Regions from separate parts of the Mus musculus genome. Here region 1 is linked to region 2. The links are chromatin contacts, called in public promoter capture Hi-C maps. All regions are on one chromosome and are shown on one strand. The core of a region is the stretch at or near the end of the contact, and the rest is flanking DNA. Distances in the headings are between cores, read along the strand shown.

Region 1 (6,224 bases), core at 3,038-5,537, 680 kb before region 2:
CATTAGTTTGAAATGTTACTGACTTCATACATAGTGCTAATTTATTCTTCAGCACTCCTAAATATTATATGTATTATCTCCAATAGGATGTCAAAAATGCCTGCAGATATGACCAAAAGGCAGATATGACCAAAAGGCAGATATGACCAAAAGGCAGAACTTCAGTCCAAAGTGATACTATCTGTCGCTTGAACTTGGGGATAAGTTGATAATGCTGTAGATTCTTGGCCTGTATTTAATCTGCTTCATCGGCTCAACATTGTTGCTTGTCAACAGATCACTCAGAAGAGGATCAGCTGCTGATCATACGTCTGACTCAGCTATATCTCATTGCTATGGCTCTTGGCCACAAGATATCTGACTCTGTGTCACCAGCCTAACAGAAGATCACATTGTGCTGCCAAAGCACAGAACACACCCAGCTTCTTGGATTTCATCTGTCTTGCATTTCCTTATGTATCAGTTACAGGAAAAGCAGCAACTGAAATACAGCTCTCAAATGCTCTGGATGGTAAATAAAACAAGGCATATGCTATAATACCCTCTGAGAGAAATGCCCTTGCCCTGGTGTGTGTGTAAGGTCCTACAAGTATGTAGAATATGTCGTTTACCTAGCTTCCATTTACTAAGAATTAGTTGGCTGGCCTATATTTTGAAGGGAGTGACATTTTCTTGGCCAGGCCTTTCTGGCTCATTCCTCTCATAAACAAGCAAAAGGATCTGCTTGTCCAGAATGAGAAAAGTCTTTCTGGATAGTTGTCACTCTTGTGCCTAGGAGACGACTGTCGAGCTTCTATGACCACCTCCTCCTGTCAACTCAGTCTTTGAAGCAATGCAGAGACTATGCTGTGAAGAAAGAACAGTAACTCACAGCACCGATACTAAGGGATACCACTACCCTTGGATTTGGCTTCCATCTGATGGAAAAGAGCTTCAGCCTATAGCTAATAACTGGGATCATTTGAATAGCAAAGAATTTAACACTAGAGAAAATATATTAAGACACTTAATATAAGACAAATTATGACTACCACAGGAAGGAGCATCCTGGGACTAGTCCACCAAACAGACCATGTCTCTCCAAATATATGCATGTGTGTTATGCTGCCACAATGACTAGGTGAGGGGTGTTAGATGACGTGTAGCCACTGGCAAAGGTCTCTTTTGTCTTTATCTCTCCAATTATATGCATGTGTGTTGTGCTGCCACAGTGACTATGCCTTCTAAAGCATAAAGACTAAAGGTGAGCAGTGATTTAGAAGATGCTGTAGCTACTGGCAAAGGTCTCTTTGTTTTTCCCCACCATGTACGCAAGGCTAGCTAGCCTGTAGGCTTTGAAGATTTTCCTGTCTGCCTTCCCTCTCTCCATAGGAGTACTGAGATTTCACATGTATGCTACAGAGGTTGGCTTTACTTAAGTTTGGGGGATTTGAGCTCAGAACTTCATATTCACAGGATAAGCACTCTACCCACTAAGTCATCTCCCTATCCCTTTGTTCTAGTTCCATTGAATATTGGGAACTCTTCCAATTCCTCCCTGGTTTCATCAACAGCCCATTGTTCAAAACAGTGTTGTGTTGTTCTATCTCAGAAGTATGTGTGTGTGTTTCTGAGGCCAGTCTAGCTATTGACCTCTAGTTTCATCCCACTGTCGCCTAGAAATACTTGAGGACTTATTTTGTTGTTTTTCAATTTATTAAGGTTTGCTTCACGGCCAATGGCATGGTCAGTTTTAATGGAAGGTCTATGGGTCATTGTGAAAACTATTTTCTTTCTGTTCTGTGGAACATTCTATACACTTCTATGAAATCCAATGGATTTACTGTTTAATTCAACTATAAGTTTTCTCTGCTGGTTTTTTAATTTGGGAGATCTATCTCAATGTGAGATGGGGTACTGAGCCTCCATCCTTATTATGCCAGGGCCTGGGTGGCCTTTTATGCACTTTAGTGTTTACTATGTCCTATTTATTAATATTCCCTTTCATGAGTGTGCAGGGGCCCCTATACTTCTTCCAACCTGTTCAGGTTGCAAGTCTATTTTAAGAGGTATAAGAATCACTGTGGAAGCTTTTCTGCAGCTTCCACTTGCTTGGTATTTCCTCCTCCAACCTTCCATCTAGAACTTGCTCAAAGTCCTTGGGGATCAATTCCTGCTCTGCCTGGGTTCAACCTCACATCTTAGTGAACTGCTTCTGAGTACACTGGGTGCTTGCCCTTTCGGGCCACCTTCTTCCAATGCCTTGATGGTAGGACTAGTCAATCCACCTGAGGAGCCAAGCAGAAATGTCGAGCTCCTCCTAACCTCCTAGTTCCTCTTCCTTGTTCCTTCTGCCTGATATGAAGGGAGGGTAGAGTAGTGTTTGCCAGGTAGAATCAGCTTCTCTCTCTCTCTCTCTCTCTCTCTCTCTCTCTCTCTCTCTCTCCTTTGTAGCTGTTACTTGTTTTTTTCCCCCAATCCAGACCCAAAACCTTTCCTCTATATCTCTTCTGACTTTTCTTATTTTGACTCTCATCTTTATTGGCTCACACTTGAGGCAGCCTCTAGTCTATGATCTTTGAATGAAGCCCTCTCTAAATATTAAGTTCAAAATGTCAGGAAATGATAAACCCATGTGGGGTAATAAAAGAATATGCACAGAAATGGGAATTGCCTATGTGCGGATTATCTTGAGTGTTGCTGACTACGGCTTGTTAGAGACACTGGAAAGCTTGCATTAATATCACTTCTGAATGTACAAAGGTTTTGGTTGTTATGTATGTTTGGTCTGATAGTTGAGGAAGTTTTCATAATACCCTGCCTCCTTTGCTTCCTATCTACACTATAGAACATATCTTCATCCATGAAGATCTCTCTTGGTGCTTCTAGGGTATGTTCAACAAGAAAGGCATTGTCTGCCAGAAAAACTAGCTATATTTGATCTATCTGATAAAATAATTAAATAAATAAAAATTCTGGAACATGCTGAAATAACTGGAAGATCATGACATACACTAGAGACTGCAGGAGGTTATGATAATAACCTCCCTAATAGTTTTAAGGATTTGTTCTGGTCACATGCATTTAATAAGGAAGTAATATAAAATGTTTGTCCCTAGCCTAGAGGACAGCCAGATGGACATTAGCCAAATGTAAATAGACTTTCTTCCTTCTTTATATTTGTGTTGCAAAGTTCAAATGTGATAAAGAATAATCATTCTATTTTAGTTGGCCATTCAAGCAAATGGCAGTTTGAGTAATGTTTAACCCAGTGATCATAACAGAATTTACCCTTAGCTTCATCTTTTCCTGTAATCTAAGACAATGGTGCTCGATTTCTAGTTATCATAAGGAAAGCAATAGCAGTTTTAAAGTCTTTTTCCTTCAATGGGAATAATCTAAGTACTTTATATTTCCATAATTATTTAATCCAAATACAGTGTTGATTTTCTCTATTTATAATTGTCTCTTTTATTTCCTCTTGTTATAGCTAAGGATATATAGTTTATGTGACTTATACATTAGCATCCTTTCGTATCCCAGAATACTACAAAGTAGAGCATTTTGACTCAAGGATCATAAGAAGCCTCACTTGGGCTTTGTTTTAGTGGTGATAGGGATTGAATCCAGTGCATTGTGCATGCTAGACAGGCACTCTACTACTAAGCTTGTTACATTTTGTCAAGAGACTAATTTGAACTTTCTTACAAATAATATCCACTCTGTACTTAATATGCAGTTTAATCATTACAGCAACCCTGGGAATCAACACACAATTTTCATTTACTGAGATTATAAAACAGTTTCAATAAAAAAGCCAAGGCTCAGACCCAAGCAGCCTACCCTCACACTGTTCCCTCCACCTGTGCTCCTGAATTCAACCCTGGCTATTGTTTAATCTGGCAACTTGATAAGCTATGATAAAGGATGTTAATAAAGTAAGAGCAAGTATGTATTTAGGCATGGTATGATGAAAAAACATGTATTAGACTTGTGCATAGTCTCAGTGTTCTATTGCTGAGACACCACAGCTATGAGATGCCAAACCTCATCCATCTGGGAATTGGCCTCCATCATAAAAAATAAAGAAAAAAAAAAATCTTGAGAATTTGACCTGCAGTAGAATTTGACCTCATGACTTGTCCTTGGCCAGAGTTGCTCCCTGGCTACTTCCTAGCAACAGTTAAAGATTAATCTGACTGTTTCACATGTACTTTCAGACCATTTGTAACTTTCTATGGTCTTGCTTCAGAGCACCCACCTATTGGCTTATAGCCATTCAATTAGATGCTTGCCAGACTAGACACCCCCTTTCTTACCCTCTTGCTTGCTCCTATTTTCCTATTAAAAACTTGTCCTGCTGAGGGCTCAGGGCTGCTCCACCTTCCCTTTCTGTCCTGCTGTGTCAGGGTTGGGCTGGAGAAGAGCCCAAGCCTGAGCTTGTAATAAAGGGACCCTAATATTATTACATTGGAGATGGCTCCTTAGTGGTCTTTTGGGGTTCACAAATGCTTCCTGGCACAATAGACCACAACAATGCTAACTAAAAATCATTTAATTAGGACTGATTTACATTTTTAGAGGTTTAATCCATGTCATCATGACAAGGAACATGGAGACATGCACCAAAAATGGTGCTGGAGAATTGAGAAATCTACATCTGGATCTGCAGGCAGCAGAAAAAGCCACTGAGCCCAGCTTGGGCTTCTGAACCCCAATGCCCACCTCCAGTAACACACTTCTCTAAGAAGACCACACCCACTCCAACAAGACCACACCTCCTAATCCCTCTCAAGGATTGCCACTCCCTAGTGACCAAGAATTCAAATAGATGAGCCTACAGGGGCCATTTTTATTCAAACCACCACAGTTAGTTATTTTCTATGCTGCAAGTAAGTTATCAGTTTGTTGTATATAACTTGGGGGTATTATTCTGTTAGCAGTCAAGACTTATTAAAAAGTCTGACCAACCAATATGAAATATTGTTGTAGGTGTGGACCAGAGTCCATAGGACATCTGCTGACAGTCTTGTCTTGTCTTGTCTTGTCTTGTCTTGTCTTGTCTTGTCTTGTCTTGTCTTTCCTTTCCTTTCCTTTCCTTTCCTTTCCTTTCCTTTCCTTTCCTTTCCTTTCCTTTTCTTTTCTTTTCTTGTTTTTTTTTTTTTTTTTTTGTCCTAAACAGAAGTGGACTGTGAGCACATGGATAGTGAGTGATAGAAACTGAGACGATTTATTAAAGAAGAGAAAGTCACTCTGGAAAATGGAAGTGATCTAGAGAACTAAGGAGGGGGAAGCCTGAGGCTGAAAACTCTTGCCCCAGAGCCATGACACTTATAGGTCATTTATATATAGCACCACCTTCCCCTGAGACTCCCCAGGCTTTTCTTTCCCATGCTTTATTCTGTAGCCCCAAATTAGTTTCTACTCTTTTTTTTCCCAACTAGCTTATTTCATATGTTAATCAGATGACTCACTCCACCCCAGTCTTCTCCAATGGTATCACTGTCTTCTGGGAGATGTACATTTCACAGAATCCTTGAGGATAACCCTCTATTATTGCAATTCATTCCTATCAATGGTAACCACCAAAAAAAGTGGGGAATATATACTTAAGTGTTCCCTCAAAAACACCTTATGGCCAAGGAAGGCAAATAATAAAACTAACTTAAGAAACTTAAAACTCTTCATTCTCCCATAGGGGGGAAAATATATATATGTGTATGTATATATGTGTATATATAATTTATATATTGATATAATATATATTGTTTTATATACATAACTATATATAACTATATATATAGTTATATATATATAAAACTATATATATATATATATAAAACAATAACAACCCAACAACCCAGTTTAGGGTTACACAAAAAAAAAATCTACACTTGAATGTATAATATATGTTGAGGTGTCATCAGTGGAAGGTAAAGGGAGCATGATAGAAGGTAAAGGAGCTTGATAGAAGGGTGGATCCCAACAAAGCACAATGATCTACATCCATAGAAATCTACATGCATGAAATGCCATAATTTATCTCATTATTTTGTGAGCTAACTAAAGAAGATAATTAAGATAAAAGAGATTAAGTTCATGATATTTTGAAACGCCATACTTCACGACTACCGAGCTAGCATAAAAAACAAAGAAGGTTATTTTCAAAGGGATGGAAAATTTGAGTTATCTGTAATGCAGTTGCTATACCACAGCGTCTTATCACATCTACTAAACAGGAAAAG
Region 2 (5,972 bases), core at 2,798-5,297:
CCACCTGACTACAGTTATTGAGGAGAATCTGAAGGGCCACAATAATTTGGAGGGAATGTTATGTACATAGTAGAGTGTGTGTGTGTGTGTGTGTGTGTGTGTGTGTGTGTGTGTACATACATATGAACAAATCTAACCAAGAGAGGAAAAGCATGTACAATGAAAACTTTAAGACAATGTATTACATGACATTTTCTTCCTCCAGACTAACACATTCCTTTCAGGATAGAAAGGAAGGCTCGTGACTTTCAGAAGGAAATCAGAAAAGTCACATACCCTACCTGACAATATAAAAAGAAATAAACAATTCCTGGGGGGTGAAGAGATTCAGAGCAGCTGCGGAAAGACAAGATGTCAAAGCTGTGGGGCTGCCTGCAGGTGGCAGAGATAGTTCTAAGGATGTTTTCAGGAACCTGGAGGAAGGAGCTGATGCACAGGTCATGTAGGGCTGCTGCTTCCTGGCTTGCTCATCATGGTTTGTTCAGCCTGCTTTCTTATAGAACCCAGGACCACCAGACCAAGAATAGCATCACCCACAAGGGATTAGGCCCTCCCCCATCAATCACTAATTTAGAAAATGCTCTGTAGCCAGATCTTTTGGAGGCATTTTCTCAATTAAGGTTCCTTCCTTTCAGATAACTCTAGCTTTTGTCAAACTGACATAAAAACTAGTCAACACAACTGTCTTAGTTAGGATTTCCATTGCTGAGAAGAGGCAATTCTTATAAAGAGCAACATTTAATTGGAGCTGGCTTACAGGTTCAAAGGTTAGGTCCATTATCACCAAGGCCAGAAGCATGGCAGCATCCAGGCAGGCATGGTGCTTGAGGAGCTGAGAGTTCTACATGCTGTTCCAAAGGCAAACAGGAGAAGATTATCTCATGGGCAGCTAGGAGGAGGTCTCAAAGCCCACCCCCAAAGTGACACACTTCCTCCAACAAGGCCACACCTACTCCAACAAGGCCACACCTCCTAATCGCACCACCTCCTGGGCCAAGAATATTCAAACCACCACAACAACCATCAATAAATATTCCTTGATGCAAATTTAATTCAAGGAGGGAGCCACGTTCCAGCCCTAACAAGCAGCAGAACTTGGTAGTTTCAGCCAGAGTTTGGAAGAAGTGGTTTGGCTTTAAAGTCAAGAAAGGGGTTGTGGAATCTCTCTCCTCAGCTAAGAAAAGCCACTTATATACCAGGTATACTGAGGCCAGGTATATGTCAAGGTTGTCTCTGCATGGAGGCCCAGAGAGGTCACTTTGTGAAGCTATGAAGCAGAAGCCTAGATTTCTTTCGAGAGTCCAATATGTTGGAGATGCCAGAGTCATGAAATGCCTGCCAAGAGGAGCTACATACAGCCCAAGAGAGAGATGTTGCAGTTTACGAAGCTCCAAGGAGTTGGGGATCTGAAGAGCACTTTGACATCAAACATGGGAGATTCAGAATTTGGAGTTTGCCCTGCTGGTTTTAGGTCTTGCTTTGGTCCAGTATTTCCTAATTATGCTCCCTTTCCTTCTTTCTGAAATAGTAACGCATGTCCTGTGCCACTGTATGCTGGAAGTAAGGGATCTGCTTTTTGATGTTGATTTTGCAGAGAGTTACAGCTGAGAGACTGCCATGAGTCTCAGAGACTTTGAACTTTGGACTTCTAAACAGTGTTGAGACTGTAATAGACTATGATGACTTTTGAAGTTGGACTGAATGCATTTTTGCATTATAATATGGCTACAAACCTAAGGGGGCCAGTGTCGGATGAATGTTGGGTCCAGCTTTGATTCAGGGTCTTCTGTTTCCTCCCTCTCAGTGTGTCCAGATGCCACTGCACACCGGGCTTTACTTAATTCTGGCTTGTACACATACAGTTTATTTGGGGTTAACCAGGGAGATATAGATAGATAGAGATAGAGATAGAGATAGAGATAGAGATAGAGATAGAGATAGAGAGAGAGAGAGAGAGAGAGAGAGAGAGAGAGATAGAGATAGAGAGAGAGAGAGAGAGAGAGAGAGAGATAGAGACACATATATACACACATACATATATGTGTGTGTATGTATATGTATGTATGTGTGTGTATGTGTGTGTATGTGTGTGTATGTATATGTATGTGTGTATGTATGTGTATGTGTATGTATATGTATGTATGTGTGTATGTATATGTATGTGTGTATATGTATGTGTGTATATGTATGTGTGTATGTATATGTATGTGTGTATGTATATGTGTGTATGTATATGTATGTGTGTATGTGTGTGTATGTATATGTATGTGTGTATGTGTATGTATGTGTGTATGTATATGTATGTGTATGTGTGTATATATATGTATATGTACATATATATGTATATATATACCTTAGAGACTGGAAAAGGTTCTTCTTAGAATGAAGTTTCCATTGCTGAGGCTTAAGGTGTTGGTCTTGGTTAAGGTCTTCTTTGCACAGAGAAGTGTTCCAGGAAGTTGAACCTGTGATTTCGCCAGGGATTACGTGACATTCCCCAGGCAGAGCATGGGTTGGGATTCCCAGAACAGGCAGAGAAGAAAAAGTTCACTAAGAAAACAGAGTCCTCCATTTTGTACCAGTTTTGTTCAGAAAGCCCTTTCCTGTACCAGTGAGTTCAATTGTGTCGCCTATCTTCTATGATAATTAGAATTGAGGTTCTAGGTCTTATGTTGAGGTTCTTGGTCCATATGGACCCTGGAAGCATCAACATTTAGACCAACAAATGATAAATGGGACCCAAAGTTTCTGATCGGCAAAGGATGCTGCCATCTGAGTGAAGAGGCAGGCTACTGAATAGGAAAAATGAAATCTTTATAAGCTATATCTGACAGGGAGTTATTATTTAGAACATGCAAAGGACACAAGAAAAAGTAAACACCAAGAAAACAAAGATCCCATTTAAAATTTTGGTGTGGATCTAAACATAAAGTTCTTAAAACATAAAATAAAAATAGCTGAGAAACATTTTCTTTTCATATGCAGCATCCTTAGCCATCAGAGAAATGCAGACTACACTATCTTACTCCAGTTAGAAGGCTAATTTTCTACAAGAACATTTTCATCAAGTGTAATAGAGTCAGGGAGTGCCACTGAGATCTTGAAAAAAAAAAGACAGAATGGGTGAACAGTGTCTCCCTTGATGATCCCCGACTTGATCTCTGAATGCTGATACTGTACAGCATAAAGCATGTGTCTTTGGAGAGTAAAAATCATGCATGCATTCCTTATGTCCTTTTTGTCTGTCCTTCTTCCTCCCTCCCAGAGTCTGCTCAGGAGCATACACTGAGGGCTGTGTAATCCTCCCCCTTTTCCATTCTGTTCTTTGCCAGAACAAGATTCACAACAGAAGAGAGCTAGCCCAGATTCGGTGCTAGCTGGGCTATCCCAATGAGTCTTCCCACTTCTGTCTTTCCCTAGAACCCTCATTTCTAAAGCCACGTGTACTCATATCAGCTTCCGTCTCTGTCTCAATATATGCAAATGTAACCCAGATTTCTGCCTCAGTAGTTCAAAATGCAGCTCCCCCAGTGTACACACTAATACGGGTAGGACACGTTCATTCTCAGCCCACTCACAATTGCTCAACCCTCAGCAAACATACTTCTCGGGAAATGACATTGGCTTAGAACAATGTCCAAGGGTGATGATGTTTTCCATGGTTTTTTTTTTTTTAGTAGTTTTATTTGCTAATTTCAAAAATCTGTTGTCTAATTAACATACCACAATTATCAGCAATGAAAAAAAAAACAAAAACAAAAACCAACTCCTCCAACCCTTACTGGTGTAAATATTTAATACTGTGATTCAGCCACAGTTTTGCTTTTTATTTACAACAGCCTCTTTTGGCCATTGTCACTGAAGTTTCGATGGTTAGTAGAGTATAGATTTGTTAATCTTGATAAATGCATGCTAGTTGTTGGAATGCCACCGGGTTTATCATTTTACACTTACTTGTTTATTTTATGGGGTCGGGCACTTGCCATAGTGCCCATGTGGAGATCAGAGCACAAGGATTACTACCTCTTACTATGTGATCTGAGGCTCAAAATCAAGTCATCGGGGTTTGGACACAGCCTTGGTCTGCTGAGCTATCTCCCTGACTCTACAAGGTTTATGTTTGACATTTGGCAAAAATCTCCCACGCAAATTCAACTTTGGCCTCGGTCTATTTCAACATAGTTTCTGGAACCCTTGAAATTGTGTACATAATCATATGATTGTTGCAGCAATCACTGCCCTACAGTTAGCCCGGGTGCCTCTCCCGGTTAGCATGACTCGAGAGTTATTTCAGTATGTGAAAACCTCTTCCCATTGTCCATGTATTTTACATGTGCCCTCGAGTGAAGACCTTCGTTCTAGTTTCTTACAAAAAGGCAATTTAAAATATCAATATATGTGGAAACTCTTATAATCAAGGAATCTTCAGTTTGACTTAAGCTTCAAATACCCATTTTACTCAAATTTACTTCTGGTATGAGAAAATCGTGACATAAAAATAGTTCTTCTGTTTCATTCTGAAATTTCCTGTAGTTGTGTCTAAATGACTATTCTTGCTTAAAAGTCCATCTTTTGCCTTTTTCCAACTGACATCCATTTGCTGCTGAGAACTACACAGTAGTAAATCAGAGAGTGTGGGAGGAAACTCCAGGGGAGATGTCTTACATTTGTAGACAGTAGGTCCTCACCCTGATTGCTTACCCTAGAACTGAGAAGTACAAGAGTACATTAAGTTCATTAAATGAAAAACTAATTTAACAAGTACTCAACTTAAATCTAGATTATTAAGAGATGTGGCATGCATAGATAGATAGATAGATAGATAGATAGATAGATAGATAGATAGATAGATGGATAGATAGATAGATAGATGATAGATAGATGATAGATAGATAGATAGATAGATGATAGATAGATGATAGATAGATAGATAGATAGATGATAGATAGATAGATAGATGATAGATAGATAGATAGATAGATAGATAGATGATAGATAGATAGATAGATAGATAGATAGATAGATAGATAGATAGATAGATAGACGGATAATAGGCTAAACTATATATAGATCATGGTTCTGATAAAATGAAAGCATTCCATGAAGTGCTATATTATCAAAAGTCTATTTATACTTGTGTTACACCAAAAAATAAATAAGCTGATTGTCTTAGTCAGGGTTTCTATTCCTGCACAAACATCATGACCAAGAAACAAGTTGGGGAGGAAAGGGTTTATTCGGCTTACACTTCCATGCTGCTGTTCATCACCAAGGAAGTCAGGACTGGAACTCAAGCAGGTCAGGAAGCAGGAGCTGATGCAGAGGCCATGGAGGGATGTTCTTTACTGGCTTGCCTCTCCTGGCTTGCTCAGCCTGCTCTCTTATAGAACCCAAGACTACCAGCCCAGAAATGGTCCCACCCACAAGGGGCCTTTCCCCCTTGATCACTAATTGAGAAAATGCCTTAGAGTTGGATCTCATGGAGGCATTTCCTCAACTGAAGCTCCTTTCTCTGTGATAACCCCAGCTGTGTCAAGTTGACACAAAACTAGCCAGTACACTGATATTTCCGTTTATTCAGATTTGCTAAGTATATTGGGCTTAAAACTGAGTCTTTAATTAAGAAAGTGGTAGTCGAGCCATCTTCCAGTAACTCGCCAAAATGATGAACACAAAGGGAAAGAGGAGAGGCACCCAGTACATGTTCTCTAGGCCTTTTAGGAAACATGGCGTTGTTCCTTTGGCCACATACATGTGAATCTACAAGAAAGGTGATATTGTAGACATCAAGGGAATGGGCACTGTTCAAAAAGGAATGCCCCATAAGTGCTACCATGGCAAAACCGGAAGAGTCTACAATGTCACCCAGCATGCCGTGGGCATCATTGTAAACAAGCAGGTTAAGGGCAAAATTCTGGCCAAGAGGATCAATGTGCGGATTGAGCACATCAAGCACTCAAAGGGCAGAGACA

Evidence for each region. Promoter capture Hi-C pulls out the DNA fragments that hold promoters and counts their contacts.
Region 1: a contact with region 2 is called in a promoter capture Hi-C map of liver, with 2.4 times the contacts expected there. The contact joins two enhancer-like sites. A contact is called at or near these places in 2 of 39 promoter capture datasets (both in liver) and 1 of 484 Hi-C or Micro-C datasets (liver).

Annotation. Positions count from the first base shown.
Region 1 is chr6:129,210,589-129,216,812 of GRCm38.p6, reverse strand. The region is part of intron 2 of Gm38906 (a long non-coding RNA gene); the gene reads right to left. Among named protein-coding and RNA genes, the nearest start is that of Gm38906, 20 kb to the right of the region's middle. Within about 2 kb of position 4,287, at least 48 of the 459 cell types and tissues checked have an H3K27ac peak or open chromatin away from gene starts, as enhancers often do. A contact at or near this core is called in liver, where this site is marked.
Region 2 is chr6:128,531,091-128,537,062 of GRCm38.p6, reverse strand. It overlaps the pseudogene Gm8724. Among named protein-coding and RNA genes, the nearest start is that of Pzp, 7.4 kb to the right of the region's middle. Within about 2 kb of position 4,047, at least 11 of the 459 cell types and tissues checked have an H3K27ac peak or open chromatin away from gene starts, as enhancers often do. A contact at or near this core is called in liver, where this site is marked.